4 separate regions of the Mus musculus genome follow, and all the other regions are linked to region 2. A link is a contact called in public HiChIP or PLAC-seq, Micro-C and promoter capture Hi-C data. All regions are on one chromosome and are shown on one strand. Each heading gives the region's core, a stretch centred on a gene start, on an enhancer-like site or on the middle of the called end of the contact. The rest is flanking DNA. Distances are from core to core; before and after follow the strand shown.

Region 1 (3,518 bases), core at 388-2,887, 230 kb before region 2:
AGGCAGAGCCAGGGATGCAGATGAAGAGGGAGCTTCCTGTTCACGAGAAGAATCACATGACTGCTGTCTTTCCCATGCTCGAGCCTAGTGGTGGGGTTGGTCTAAAGAAGGAAGGGAGGAGAGACTTCTTGACTTTGTGGGATTCCAGCCCCTGCCATAACTTGGATTGTAATGCCTGCTGGGAATGGCCCTGATCGTGAAAACTGGGGCTCTGCCCTGCCTGTCAGTTCCACTCTCCCCTCTGTGGTCCACTGTAGCCCTCCCCTAGTGGTTCACTTTTCTGATCTTGGCTCCTGATTCTGAAGACCCAGGGTCACTTGGGAGGGCTTCTGAGATGGGTGGCCCGTTGGCTTCCTGGGCTTGGAGCAGCAGAAGTGTTTTGTGACCCTATTGCTGGAGAGATGTGAATAAATTTATATACCAGAGGAGAAGCTGACTGCAGACCATTGTAAGGATACTACTTGTTTCTTCTACTGCTATGATAAACACCATGACCAAAAAGCAAGTTGGAGAGGGAAGGGTTTATTCAGCTTACACTTCCACATCACTGTTCATCACCAAAGGAAGTCAGGACAGGAACTCAAGCAGGGCAGGAACCTGGAGCCAGGAGCTGGAGGTCATGGAGGGAGCTGCTTACTGGCTTGCTCAGCCTGGACCATCAGTCCAAGGATGGCACCATCCACAATGGGCTGGGCCCTTCCCCATCAATGACTAATTACAAAAGTGCTCCACAGGCAGTAGGAGTTTATGGAGGCATTTTCTTAGTTGAGGCTCCCTCCTTTCAAATGACTTTAGTTTGTGTCAACTTGACATAAAACTATCCAGCACATTACCAAAGTCCAATTGGGAGTTACAGGAGCAGAAATGACTCAAAGACAGGGACATTACCCAAAGCTCAGCCTAGCATTGCTGAACTCATGAAAGCTGGGATCATGGAGCACAGTGCAGTCTGCAGGCAGCCCAACAGATTGGAGAGACCTCCAGGCAGCTCAGTTGGTCCCAGCCTATCTTCAGGTCAACTGGAGCAGTCTCAAGAGTACACTGGGCAGCCCAGCTCAAGCTGCTGTTTCCACAGGGTGTGCTAGCTCGAGCCTTTTTAGGCCACTTAGCTCGTCTGAGTGCAATTCGGCAATCCTCGCTGCTTTTACATTCTTAGTAGGGAGGGGCTTCCAGGAGCCTGTGAGTTGTTCACTTCCCCTACTTAAAACATCCTGTGTCTTAATGCGCCTCCCTGCGTGGTGGGATGTTGTTTCTCCTTTATCTTAACCTGGAAGATTCAGGGTCGGCTGTCTGATTTTTTTTTTTTTTAAGAAGTCTTATCGACGTAAATTCCGTGCTCCTCATTTCCCCGCCCTCAGGAGCTTCTCGAGCTTTTTGGTACTATCACCCTGAGCGCTGTGGCAAACTCTTAAAGCAGCTGAGAGCTTTGGCTCCTGGTCCCTCGTGCGCAGCAGTGTTGCTCCCGATTCCCCCTAGGAAAGACCCAGGGCCCTTTATCTTGGCTGCTCCTTTGGTTTAAAACTTATTTTACAGTGAGTGGCAGGAGAGGGAGTTGCCAGAGTGTGCCCCAGCCCTTGCACTCCGCTTTAACCGGCCAAACCCCAGAAGACTACGCCCCTCCCCCCGAATAGGCCACGCCTTCCCGAAGCTCCTCCCACGCTGCCCGGCCGGGGAGAGTCTGACCTAGTTCACCTGAGCGGGGCAAGGGATATGGTGACCCCGGCGCGGGGTGCGACCTGGCAAGACCAACAACTTCACGCAAAACGCAGGGAGGGTCCGGCCCAGCGCTCGGAGGCTTTCGTGGTCAGAAACAAGGCGGAGGTGCGCCGGGTGGGAAGGGGACAGGGGCCGGTGAGCTTTCAGCGCGCGACGGTGGCGGTGTCGCAGTTGTCGGGTGCCGATCCGTCTCCGCGCCAAGCGAGGGAGCGGCCCGGGGCGGCGGCGGGGTGCGGAGGCGAGGGCGAGTCGTGGCCGGTAGGCGGCGCTAGCGAGTCGCCCTGGCGCCGCCGCCGCCGCCGCCGCCGCCGCGCGGTACCACGCCGGGCGCGCGCCGCGCGGCGCCCCAGACGCAGGCGCGGGCCAGCCCTGGCCCAACGGCTGCAGGGGTGGACGGACTGGAAACGCTGGGAGAGAGGGGCTCGGAGCCCTGCTGGTATCAGGATCTGCGGCTTGGACTGAGCCAGCGTCCTCCGTGCTAGACGATAAAGGCGAGCCTGACGTTTACACCCAGTTCAGTATTTGCACCCCGAAATTTACCCTGATACTGACTGTATCAGATCCCAGATCTGGGATAACTCAGATCCCGCTGGGACCGTAGGTGAATTCCCGCTTCACTTCTCAGATGTAACCCCAGAAGCCTGGGTTTCCTTCAGCTGAGCAGCAGGTGGCCACTTGGTGCTCAACTACTCCACCCGAAGCCAAGTTTGGTGGGCACTCAGCCAAGCACTGAACGCGACAGAAAGTCCAGTTCCACCCGTCCCAAGGCCTGGTCTGCCCGGCCCAGTGCCTACAGGGCTAGAATCGGGAGCTTTGTGATTCACCCTTGAAGCCTCAACCGTCTTTGCTTCTCAGGTGCTGTCCTTAGTTTCAGGCCAGTGAAAACCTGCCGGGCTTAGACCGTCATGAGCGAGGCCAGTAGAGATGATTATAAAATCCAGTCTTTTGATGCAGAGACGCAGCAGCTGCTGAAGACCGCGCTCAAAGGTGAGCCTCCCACCCACCACTTATTTTGTGTCAAGTTGACATAAAACTATCCAGCACGCTACCAGAGTCCGACTTGAGGTTCCCATGCATATTCCATTTGGGTAAGAGCCGCACTGGGGGCTGAAGCCCAGAGCCAGGCAGTGCCCAAGCCCTTCTTGGCTCTCAGAAAGTAAGTCACAACCTAATTCTCACCACATTTAAGCCAGTAGATTGGAGAATGAATCACAGAGTTAGATCTAAGATCATAAAGCCTTTAAGTACCCATGAAAGAGAACACTGCTTTCTCTTTAAAGGCTTTGCATTTGGTGCAGTCAGCACCCTTGAATGTACAGAGATGCCTGGTTTGGAGAATCAGCCTGGCAGAGGGGATATGTAATTGCCTGGCCCTTCCGTTGTAACACTCACGACAGAAGTTTGACAGGACAATTAGCAATTGCCGTCATGTGCTAAGCTAAACATTTTGGAGACGTCTCCATGCCTGTAATCCCAGCAGATTACAGAGGTAGGAGAATTAGCACAAATTCAAGGCCAAATTGCTCAACACAGACTGTGCCTGTGGGAGGAGAGATGGCCCAGTGATTTAGAGCATTTGCGTGCTGTTCTCCTTTAACCCCAGCAAGCAGGAGGCACGATAGCTGGCTACACAGTGAGATGCTGTCACCAAAACAAAACACAACAGAAAGCCATAAAGAACACTTGACTTGCAGAGGACCTTGAGAGGTTCAAGACCATTGATAGCTCAGTTCTCAGGATCCCGTGCTATCCTCTATCTCCGGCAAACACATGGCATGCATATATACATGTAAGAAAATATT
Region 2 (3,191 bases), core at 615-3,114:
CCCCTAGAGGCTATCTTCGCCAGAAATCGGCTTTTCATCTTTCCTTCTGCGCTAGCCTCTCCCAGGAAGCCATCCCATAATCACTTACACTTAGAGCAGCATACAAGTGGGCCTACCCCATCAGCCCTTGTGTGCCCAGAGGGTCAGGCTGTGACTGTGCCCAGGTCCCAGGCTGATGTCTGGAGCTCACATGGGGCCAGTAGGTGTTTAGAGAGTAAAGTTTTAGGGGTAGTGGCCAGGACAGAGAAGAGGTGTCACAGAAGCTCATGGCATAGCAATGCCTAACCCAACACTCTCTACCCTGCGGAGCTCTCCCAAGGTTCTGATTCACTGACAAGCACAGGGACAGCCCCTCATCTGCAGGTGAAGCTCAGCTGCATGGGGAAGTGGGTCAGGAGACAAAGGCTCCAGGATCCAAGTGCATGTTTCCCATCTTGGCAAAACCAGGGCTCTGGGCCCTAAGGATGGAGACCGGCCTTTGTGGCACACACACACTGTGCCAGGCTTGTGTTTTAATACCTCAGAGCATGCAGGTGACCCTCACCCTCAGGGTTTCAGTAAGAACCAGCAGAGAGGAGGTTGGGGTCTGACTACTTCGGCAGGCCTTGGCCTTGACCCTGACCCTCTCGGGCCTTCTTGTCAGGTCGGCTCCACCTCTCAGTGATGTCATTTTAGCCACCTCATCACCAGCTTCTAACTCCCCTCTAGTCATTTTCTAGATGAGTGCCACGGAAGTGGCTCCCTCTTTCCCCAGGGATCTCATTTGGCAAAGTCTGAAATTGCTAAAGGACCCCTTCACATCCTGAGCCACTTGGGTGGAAGCCCCATGCAGGGAAGGACCAGGGAACGCCTCTCTTGGGAAGGCAGATTGGAGACTTTCAGCTTCTTCGCAGGCGTGAGCATGCACCACCCCCTTTCTGGGCAGAGGGAAGCGAGTTGGGGAAACTTTCTGGAAGTCTTAGAGCTCAGAAATTCTAGCCCGGACAGGTGCTGTTGATCTGGAGAGATGACCTATCTCAATATACAGTGCATTCTTAGCAAAAGTAACAAGAATCCTCTGTGGGCCCCAAGACTTCCATTCTACCTAGCAATCGGGCCCCCTAACAATACCCTACCGGGGCACGCGAGTAGGTGCTGCTACTAAAATGAGAAGGGCGATGGATGCCCTGTCAACTGGACACTTTTGCAAGTCTCTCTCCAGCGTCAGAATATTCCAGGGCAGCGCCCTTCTCGGTCCACGTCCCCATTCTCAAGACGCATCATGCTCCGTTGGGCTCACCAGGTCCAGCCTAGCCCTTTTCTTGGGGATACCGCCCAACAATGGAGTAGTGGTCAGGGGTCTTGGGGCACACGCTGTTTCCCTCCCCAACGCGCTCACCCTGCTCCAGGTCCTGATGGTCGTACCAGGACTCCTCCTCCTCTGCGGAGTAGTCCTCCATCCCCGCGGCTCTCCGCATGGCCCCGCGGGTGGCGGTGGGCGGGCGCTGCGGCAGCTCAGGGCCTGGGCTCGCAGCCCGGGACAATGCGGCGGAGGCGGCCCGGGCTTCCAACGTCGGGAGCTCGGGCTGCAGCGCCCCTGCGCCCTCCGCCCGTGATCGCCATCCGCTGCCGGCCCCGTGCGCCCAGCGGGGCCTCTGGCTCCCGCGCTCCCCGGGTCCCGCCGAACTGGGGACGCCGGGTGGCGGCGGCACAAAGGGCGGAGGGGTGGGGACTGCAAAGTGGGACGACAGCTGGGACCACCCGGGACCACCTGCAGGGCTAGGGCGTCAGCAGAGTGCGGATGCAGCGGCGGGTACCCCTTGCCCGCCTCCGGCCCGCACACCGCCCGGCCCGCGCCGCGACACCCGGAGCCGCCGCTGCATCTCCGCCCGGCCCGCTTTCAGCTTCCCAGGCCGCCAGCTTTGCGGGGTGGGACCTGCCGCCGGAGACCAATCAAAAGACGTATGCAAATAAGGGGCGGGACCGAAGGCAAGGACCTTCCTGGTGTCCTGGTCCGGGAATTGCTGGATCAACCCTCTGTCCTGCTTTTCCTCCACGTCCGACTTTTATTTACGTCCATCTGGAATTATTTTGTTTGCTTGTTATCTGTCCTTCTGGCTCTCCTGGGAGCAAGGGTCTGTCTGATGTCCACAGTGGTCCTCACCTGCGGAGAACGTGCTGACCCACTGATATATCCGAAGAACTTTTTAAAAAATGGTATTAAATTAGAAACATCTTTAAGAACCTTGAATGGGGGTTTGGCTGCTGGAACACTCGAGGTCAAGAGTTCTTGCTGAGGATTTGAGTTCGGTTCCCGGCACTTACGTCAGGAAGCTCCCAACAGCCTGTAACGCCAGCTTCAGGGAAATTCTGACACCTCTGGCCTCTGGGTACTTGTAATTACATAAAGTCTCACACATAGAAAACACACAGTGGTTCCCTCCTCTACTAACGGGAGTTAGGAGGCTGAAGCAATAGGATTATCTTGAGTTCTTAGGCCAGACTTTTAACACAGCTTGTTCCAGGCCCGACTAAGCTACAGTGTGGAAGTTTTTCTGTAAACTAAACTAAGCAAAGCTAAACATTACTTTAAGGGGGTTGAGGAGGTGGCTCAGCACATTAAAAGTGCTTACCAGGTTTGGTTTTGTTTAAAAAAAAAAAAAAAGCAGAGTGCGTGGCTTGTTCTTGAAATCCCAGCTCTGGGAGCTGGGGAGCCAGGAGAGATGGATCGATGGTAGCCAGTAAACCTAGCCTAATTGGCCAGTGATAGGCCGTGTTTCAAAAAAAGCAAGGTGCACAGCTCCTTGTTCAGTAACACTTGGAGGTTGTCCTGTACCCTCTACACACACATGAACACACATGAGTGAACACACACACACACCTACCTTTAAGAATCTGAGTCTTAGGCTAGAGAGATGGCTCAGTGGTTAAGAGGGCTGTCTCCTCTTCCAGAGGTCCTGAGTTTAATTCTCAGCAACCACATGATGGCTCACAACCATCTGTAATGGGATCTGATGCCCTCTCCTGGTGTGTCTGAAGACAGCTACAGTGTACTTACAAATAATAAACAATTCTTAAAAAAAAAAAAGAACCTAGGCCGTGGGCTGGAGATGGCTCAACTGCTCGTGTAGAAGATCTGAGGATTCATTCCTCAGATCAATATGGTGGTTCAGAAACACCTGGAACTCCTTCCGGGGGATCAGTTCTCCTCT
Region 3 (3,200 bases), core at 412-2,911, 190 kb after region 2:
CTCACCGGACCCTGCTCAGGTTATCTTGGGCTTGGTACTACACCTCTGGCCTTCTGAATTGTAAGTCAGGCTTTTTACAAGTGAGTGTGGACAGCAGACACATTCTTACAGTCAGTTTCTTCACTGGCACTTTGAAGCCAGTGTGTAGCTGGCTAGAGTTAAGTTAGCTAGCTCAGCTCACCCCTCATTCAACCATTCCTGAGCCTCTGGCCTGCACAGTGCTTGGAGATGTGGTTTCAATGGGACTAGACAGACACACCCCTTCACCTGATAAAGCTGTGGACGGCAGAGCGGAGAGACAACGAGACAGAGACGCAGACTACAGCGAGAGAGCAGGAGGAGGAAGAGAAGAACTGTGGCTTTGTTGCAAGAGATAAGGTAAAGAGCTTTAGGTAAATGGCACTCAGCTGGCTCAGATGGCCCACTCTTGCAATGCCAGCATTTGGGAGTCTAAGGAGAGAGGAACATGGATCTGGCCAACCTAGGATTCACAATGAGATACTTTTGGAAAAAGGAAGAGGAAGAGGAGGAGGAGGAGGAGGAGGAGGAGGAGGAGGAGGAGGAGGAGGAGGGAGAAGAGGAGGAGGAAGAGGAGGAGGAGGAGGGAGAAGAGGAGGAGGAGGAGGGAGAAGAGGAGGAGGAAGAGGAGGAGGAGGAGGAGGAGGGGGATTGATCCTCTTGAGCCTGTGTAACCGAGGAGAGAACCAACTCCCCAAAGTTGTCTTCTGACCTCCACACGTGGGCTGTACTACCCATCTGCTCTATGTGCCTCCCCCTTCACAAGGGAGTAAGGCCAAGGGGAGGGACTTTTAGCTACAAAGGCTTAGAGTGGGAGAAATGGGGGGGGGGGACACAGGGCCTTAAACATGAGGTTCAAGGAAACACTGGGACAGATGGACTTTATGAAGAATTACTCATGCCATGGCCAGACAAACCAATAAATGACAGCATGGTGAGGGCCCTGAAGAAGAGTCCGGTCCCCCATGGCATGAGAGAGGGGTATCTTATAGCTTTTAGGATGGAGACAGTTCCACAGTGTGGTCTGCAGCCAGGCTCTCTACCTGCTACACTACAGGGAAAGGGAAATGTGTGGCTACCCTCTTGTCCTCAGGTGAGAGACCCTGGCACCTCAAAGTCTACTAGCTAGGGGTTCACAATGTGAGGGGAGGACCCCTGCGGGAGCTGTGTTCTGAGCAACAGCTGGACTCTGACATCACACTCTTACAGGTGTGCGTAGGGCTTTCTGGCAGCCACACAGCGGCTGCGGTCGGTCAACCAAGCCACAGAGGACACAGGCTCTTGTGGAAGTGATGGGGGTGTGATAGTTTGAGGGTTGGAAGCAGGGGTGACAGGCCAAGACAGTGCAGAGGTTCCTCCATCTTGCATTCTTGCTGAGCTAGCCTCAGGTTTAACAAGAATCTGATCTCCTTGATAGAGAATTCCAGGGAAAACCATGTAATTCTATTCTAGGAACCAAAGGTCAGGATGGCCTAAGTTATCTCAGCCTGTTTGTGCGGAACCTCCTCCTGATAACCGCTTATCTTAGCGTCTTAGTGTCTGTTAAAACTGCCTGCTTCAAACTGCTTACCCCGCAAAGCCCCCACCCCCAAACCCCGAGCTGATGAGCAAGATGTCTGGACAAGGTCTCTGTCCTTTAAAATCCCATGACCTGGACACTTAGGGCCACACCTATGTCCCTGTCCTGTGTCATGTTGTCACCTCCCCTCAACACTGGGGTGTGGTCCCGTCAGCTGGCATAAAGACTTTCAATTGGCTATACACTGTGTCTGAGGGGCCATCTCTGGTGGGCTCCCCATAGGCACTGAGAACAGACCCCAGCGGACCCCGACATCTTCTAGATTCTGAACAGCTTTACTCTCTGCCTAACACTTTTAAGAGAAACACTAAGCAGGGGTAGGAACTTCTGAGAGGCTTCTCATGATGGAAGCAAGGCAAAAAACTTTAAGAACATGGCATAGGCTGGAGAGATGGCTCAGTGGTTTAGAGCACGAGCTGATCTTCCAGAGGACCCAGGTTCAATTCCCAGCACCCACATGGTGGCTCACCACTGTCTGTAACCCCAGTTCCAGGGGATCTGACACCCTTCTCACAGACATGCAGGTAAAACTCTTAACACAGAAAATAAAAATAAAATTACTTTAAAAAAAAAAAGTAAGACTAGGCAAAAACTTTATGGGAGAATTAAGGAGTATAAGAAGCATTTGTAGGAATACCGAATGGCAGAGAAGCACCTGAAAAAATGTTCAACATCCTTAATCATCAGGGAAATGCAAATCAAAACAACCCTGAGATTCTACCTCACACCAGTCAGAATGGCTAAGATCAAAAATTCAGGTGACAGCAGATGCTGTCGAGGATGTGGAGAAAGAGGAACAGTCCTCCATTGTTAGTGGGATTGCAAGCTTGTACAACCACTCTGGAAATCAGTCTGGCGGTTCCTCAGAAAATTGGACATAGTACTACCGGAGGATCCAGCAATACCTCTCCTGGGCATATATCCAGAAGATGTCCCAACCGGTAAGAAGGACACATGCTCTACTATGTTCATAGCAGCCTTATTTATAATAGCCAGAAGCTGGAAAGAATCCAGATGCCCCTCAACAGAGGAATGGATACAGAAAATGTGGTTCATTTACACAATGGAGTACTACTCAGCTATTAAAAAGAATGAATTTATGAAATTCCTAGGCAAATGGATGGACCTGGAGGGCATCATCCTGAGTGAGGTAACACTATCACAAAGGAACTCACACAATATATACTCACTGATAAGTGGATATTAGCCCCAAAACTTAGGATACCCAAGATATAAGATACAACTTGATAAAAGCATGAAACTCAAGAAGAACGAAGACCAAAGTGTGGACACTGTGCCCCTTCTTAGAATTGGGAACAAAACACCCATGGAAGGAGTTACAGAGACAAAGTTTGGAGCTGTGACGAAAGGATGGACCATCTAGAGACTGCCATATCCAGGGACCCATCCCATAATCAGCTTCCAAACGCTGACACCATTGCATACACTAGCAAGATTTTGCTGAAAGGACCCAGATATAGCTGTCTCTTGTGAGACTATGCCGGGGCCTAACAAACAGAAGTGGATGCTCACAGTCAGCTATTGGATGGATCACAGGGCTCCCAATGGAGGAGCTAGAGAAAGAACCCAAGGAGCTAAAGGG
Region 4 (3,298 bases), core at 193-2,692, 150 kb before region 2:
TTAGAAAGTAGATGATATTGGAAGGGATTCATACGTCCCTGTAGAGGAAATATAGTAATTTTTAAAAGTCTATACTAGCTGCAGTGGTGGCACATGCCTTTAATCCCAGCACTTGGGAGGCAGAGGCAGGGGGATTTCTGAATTTGAGGCCAGGCTGGTCTACAGAGTGAGTTCTAGGACAGCCAATGCTATACAGAGAAACCCTGTCTCGAAAAACCAAAAAAAAAAAAAAAAAAAACAAAAAAACAAAAAAACCCAAAAACCAGAAAAAGTCTGTACTAAAACTCAAAGAAACAATTAAAATAAAGTTTAATAAAGAAAAAAAGATTAAGGTGTGCTACCACTGGCCTAAGGTGACAGAAAAAAAAAGCCTGTTTTGTGCAGAGTCGAAGGGAGTTGAGTAGGGGTGAGAAACGGGACGTATTACTGGTTTCAGCAAAGGTGACCTTGTGGAGAGTTCTAGTGGAGCTAAGAGGACAACAACAGATTGCAGTGGATTGAGGAGTGAGTGGGAGTTGAGGGGGTGGAGCAGCTGGCATGGGCATTTTTTCAAGCTGTTTGGTCGAGAAGAAGCACTATGGTGGTAATGTAATCGTGGTATTTCCCCCCTCTGTGGGAACACAGTAGTAGAAGAAAATACAGGGGTACAGGAAATAAAAACACCAAGTGAGAGCCACAGGGTGGCATGCACAGCAGAGGGCAGGATTTTCTTCAAATGCGAGGATCCTACTCCTACTTTGTACTGGATTAAGGGACGAAATGATTGATGGGCCCGTGAGCTTCAGGTTGGGTCGGCTCCCCTGATGGACTGTGTTCTCTGGAAGTTGGGAGGCAGGCCACAAGCAAGGAATCCTTTGAGTGGCTATAAGAACAGTTTTCCACAGCAAGAGTAGGGTTCCCAACAGGTTGGAAGACATTTGAGGCTCCCGGGTGGGAAGCTGGTTGATGGGGAAGGACGAAGGGACTGGGAAGTTTGATGTGCAGGGGGGAGTTGCATTTGTCCTACTGAACAGGAGTTTTTCTCACAACCCGCTGCTGCTTTTTTGATGGAGATGCCCCCTTCTACGTGGAGTTGGCCTTCCGTTCTCGACCTAGGCTCACCCCACGTCTAAGGCCACGCGCCTTCCTGTCCTCGCCGAGGACCAGCTGGAAGCCATTTTGATTATGCTCCACCAAAGAAGGAGGACAATACAGCCCCGCCCAGAGCCAGGCGCGCCCCCGCGGCGGGACTGGTGCGCGTGTCCGCGCCTCTTCCCGCCGACCTGGCGGGCGCCTGGCCCAGGCGGCGGAGGCGCGGGCCGTGGGGGGGAGGAGGAGGGGTGGTTATGTAAGCGTTGCGCGCTCCCGCGAAGCGGCAGCCAATGAGAAGCCCCGGATGCTCGTGCTCGCGCACGCAGGGCGGGGGGAGGGAAGCGCACGACGTGCGCGCGCCCTCTGCCTCGTCCACCGCTGCCGCCTCCTCCTGCCGCTCCTGGTGCTGCTTGTGCGCTCCCTCAGTGCGGACCCGGTGCCTCTTTTGTGAAGCGGCAGCTGAGGAGACTCCGGCGCTCGCCATGGCCGACGAGAAACCCAAGGTGAGCTCGCGGCGGCCGGCTGCGCCTCACCGTGCGGACCGGTGGGTGGCGCGGCCCGGGGTCCGGCCGAAGCCCGCCGCGGGCTTCCCTGCCTGCCCGGGGCCCCCCACGGGGCCAGCGGCGGCTCAGGCCCGGCGCTCCGCGCCATTTTCCTCTCTCGCTCTCTTCCTCCCGCCCGCGCCCGAGGAGGCCCGGCGCCCTCCCCCGCCCCCAGGCCCTCGGAGCGCGCGCGGCGCGGCGCGAGGCGGGCAGGCGGCGCTTCGCGGGAGCCCGCGGGCCCGGCGGCCCCGCGCTGGCTCCTCGGCGGCGCCCGGCGCGTGTAAGGAAAGCGTTGGGCGCGCGGGGTCTGGGGCGGCGGCGAAGGCGGGAGTCGTGCGGCCCGGGGTTTCCCTCTCGGGGCTGGGGCCGCGCCGGATCGGTGGTGTGTGCTCCGGCAACCCCGAGTGGGGGATTCCAGAGTCGGTCCGGCTCGAGGCCCAAGGGGCCCGCGGGGGAGGGGCTGCGCTCTCCGCCGTGCGCCCAGAAACCCGCACCCTGGCGGGAACCATGTGGCTTGTTGTGGTTGGAGGCTTAGGTGCGAGCAGAGAGACACGGGCTCAACTTGAGAACGCGCCCTCGGAGGCACGGGCTACTCTTGGCTGCGGACTAGGGGACCAGCATCAGTCCAGGGCAGGGCACTCTCTGGCCCCGACTCTATTTGGAGGGGGACACAGGATGGACGAATCGAATCCTTGGACATAAACATTTGATTTGCTGAACTGCTGTTGGGGTTGCAATGTACGGGAATACTTGCACGAAGACTGTATTGCAGCCATGACAGCAAAGGAGAGGGGGAAAATAAGCTCTGAACTGAAAATGAAGCAGTTATATAGTCGAACGTTAATCGGAAGATGTAAAAAGGGAGACTCGGGATATCCCTCAGTTGAGTGTGTTCGGTTTTTTTTTTTTAAAGATATGTTCATTTGATATCATTGAGCAGAGTTTGCTAACTTTTATCAAGAAGGTAGCAGTAAAATTTGAAATACAAGGTATGGTTTTCTCACTCCCACCCCAAACCGACTCTAGTAGTTGTAGCTTTGAAAAGAGAAAGGACACTGGTGTTTATGGGAAGCGACAAATTTGGGCGATGACAGGAAATAATGCCATTTTAGAAAATTTAACCTCAGATGCATCACAAATTATGCAAGGAGTTTCTAAGTGTATTGTTGCCTTGCTAGTATCAGTGCTTCTGTACCAGACTTGTAACACTTTGTGCAGGGTTTCTGATCTTTCAGCCCAGGGGCTGGGAACAGCTGTATGCTGTTGGAGAGCCTGAGAGAAACCTGTTGATTCTGAAGCGTTCGGGCCCGCAGCTTCTTTAAAGGTGTTTGTGTTTCACAGTTTCCAAATTACACTCTTATTTTTCTTTCAACAGGAAGGAGTCAAGACTGAGAACAACGATCATATTAATTTGAAGGTGGCGGGACAGGATGGTTCTGTGGTGCAGTTTAAGATTAAGAGGCATACACCACTTAGTAAACTAATGAAAGCCTATTGTGAACGGCAGGTGAGGAATTGATAAGTGTACTTCCACTTAATAATCCATGTACACAGCCGAATTAGGAGTAGAAAATGTACCATCACAGTATTGCATGACTATTTTTGTTAAGATGCATGTGATTATATTGTATGTACATTTGCAGGTAGGTTTAATATTATGATTCTTGTGCTAAACCAGTAATCCC

Evidence for each region. Hi-C and Micro-C count contacts between places; a contact is called where the count stands out from the background. HiChIP or PLAC-seq counts read pairs in DNA pulled down with a chosen protein or histone mark. Capture Hi-C pulls out chosen DNA fragments and counts their contacts.
Region 1: a contact with region 2 is called in a Micro-C map of embryonic stem cells, with 2.8 times the contacts expected there. The contact joins the promoter of Mif4gd here to the promoter of Cdr2l in region 2. A contact is called at or near these places in 2 of 39 promoter capture datasets (neural stem cells and second pharyngeal arch cranial neural crest), 1 of 484 Hi-C or Micro-C datasets (embryonic stem cells), 2 of 115 datasets of contacts at active chromatin or transcription factors (epiblast stem cells and pancreatic cancer cells) and 3 of 9 other capture datasets (adipose tissue, liver and pancreatic islet).
Region 3: a contact with region 2 is called in an H3K27ac HiChIP or PLAC-seq map of extraembryonic endoderm stem cells. The contact joins the enhancer-like site here to the promoter of Cdr2l in region 2. A contact is called at or near these places in 13 of 39 promoter capture datasets (the 3T3-L1 cell line, 3T3-L1-derived adipocytes, the C10 cell line and 7 more), 1 of 484 Hi-C or Micro-C datasets (embryonic stem cells), 2 of 115 datasets of contacts at active chromatin or transcription factors (extraembryonic endoderm stem cells and pancreatic cancer cells) and 2 of 9 other capture datasets (adipose tissue and embryonic stem cells).
Region 4: a promoter capture Hi-C map of pancreatic islet shows a contact between it and region 2. The contact joins the promoter of Sumo2 here to the promoter of Cdr2l in region 2. A contact is called at or near these places in 13 of 39 promoter capture datasets (3T3-L1-derived adipocytes, the HPC-7 cell line, cranial neural crest and 8 more), 1 of 15 datasets of contacts at CTCF or cohesin (the NIH/3T3 cell line), 6 of 115 datasets of contacts at active chromatin or transcription factors (bone marrow-derived macrophages, embryonic stem cells, large pre-B cells and 1 more) and 3 of 9 other capture datasets (adipose tissue, liver and pancreatic islet).

What each region holds. Positions count from the first base shown.
Region 1 is chr11:115,611,088-115,614,605 of GRCm38.p6, reverse strand. It overlaps Mif4gd (MIF4G domain containing), which reads left to right and starts at 1,637. Exons shown (of 6, transcript NM_001243584.1): 1 at 1,637-1,821; 2 at 2,572-2,703. The coding sequence starts at 2,622. It overlaps Slc25a19 (solute carrier family 25 (mitochondrial thiamine pyrophosphate carrier), member 19), which reads left to right. Exons shown (of 7, transcript NM_026071.3): 7 at 1-425.
Region 2 is chr11:115,380,589-115,383,779 of GRCm38.p6, reverse strand. It overlaps Cdr2l (cerebellar degeneration-related protein 2-like), which reads right to left and starts at 1,864. Exons shown (of 5, transcript NM_001080929.1): 1 at 1,379-1,864. The coding sequence starts at 1,457.
Region 3 is chr11:115,193,247-115,196,446 of GRCm38.p6, reverse strand. All of the region lies in intron 2 of Tmem104 (transmembrane protein 104), which reads right to left. Among named protein-coding and RNA genes, the nearest start is that of Tmem104, 7.4 kb to the right of the region's middle. Within about 2 kb of position 1,661, at least 6 of the 459 cell types and tissues checked have an H3K27ac peak or open chromatin away from gene starts, as enhancers often do. A contact at or near this core is called in extraembryonic endoderm stem cells, where this site is marked.
Region 4 is chr11:115,534,374-115,537,671 of GRCm38.p6, reverse strand. It overlaps Sumo2 (small ubiquitin-like modifier 2), which reads left to right and starts at 1,442. Exons shown (of 4, transcript NM_133354.2): 1 at 1,442-1,574; 2 at 2,989-3,120. The coding sequence starts at 1,554.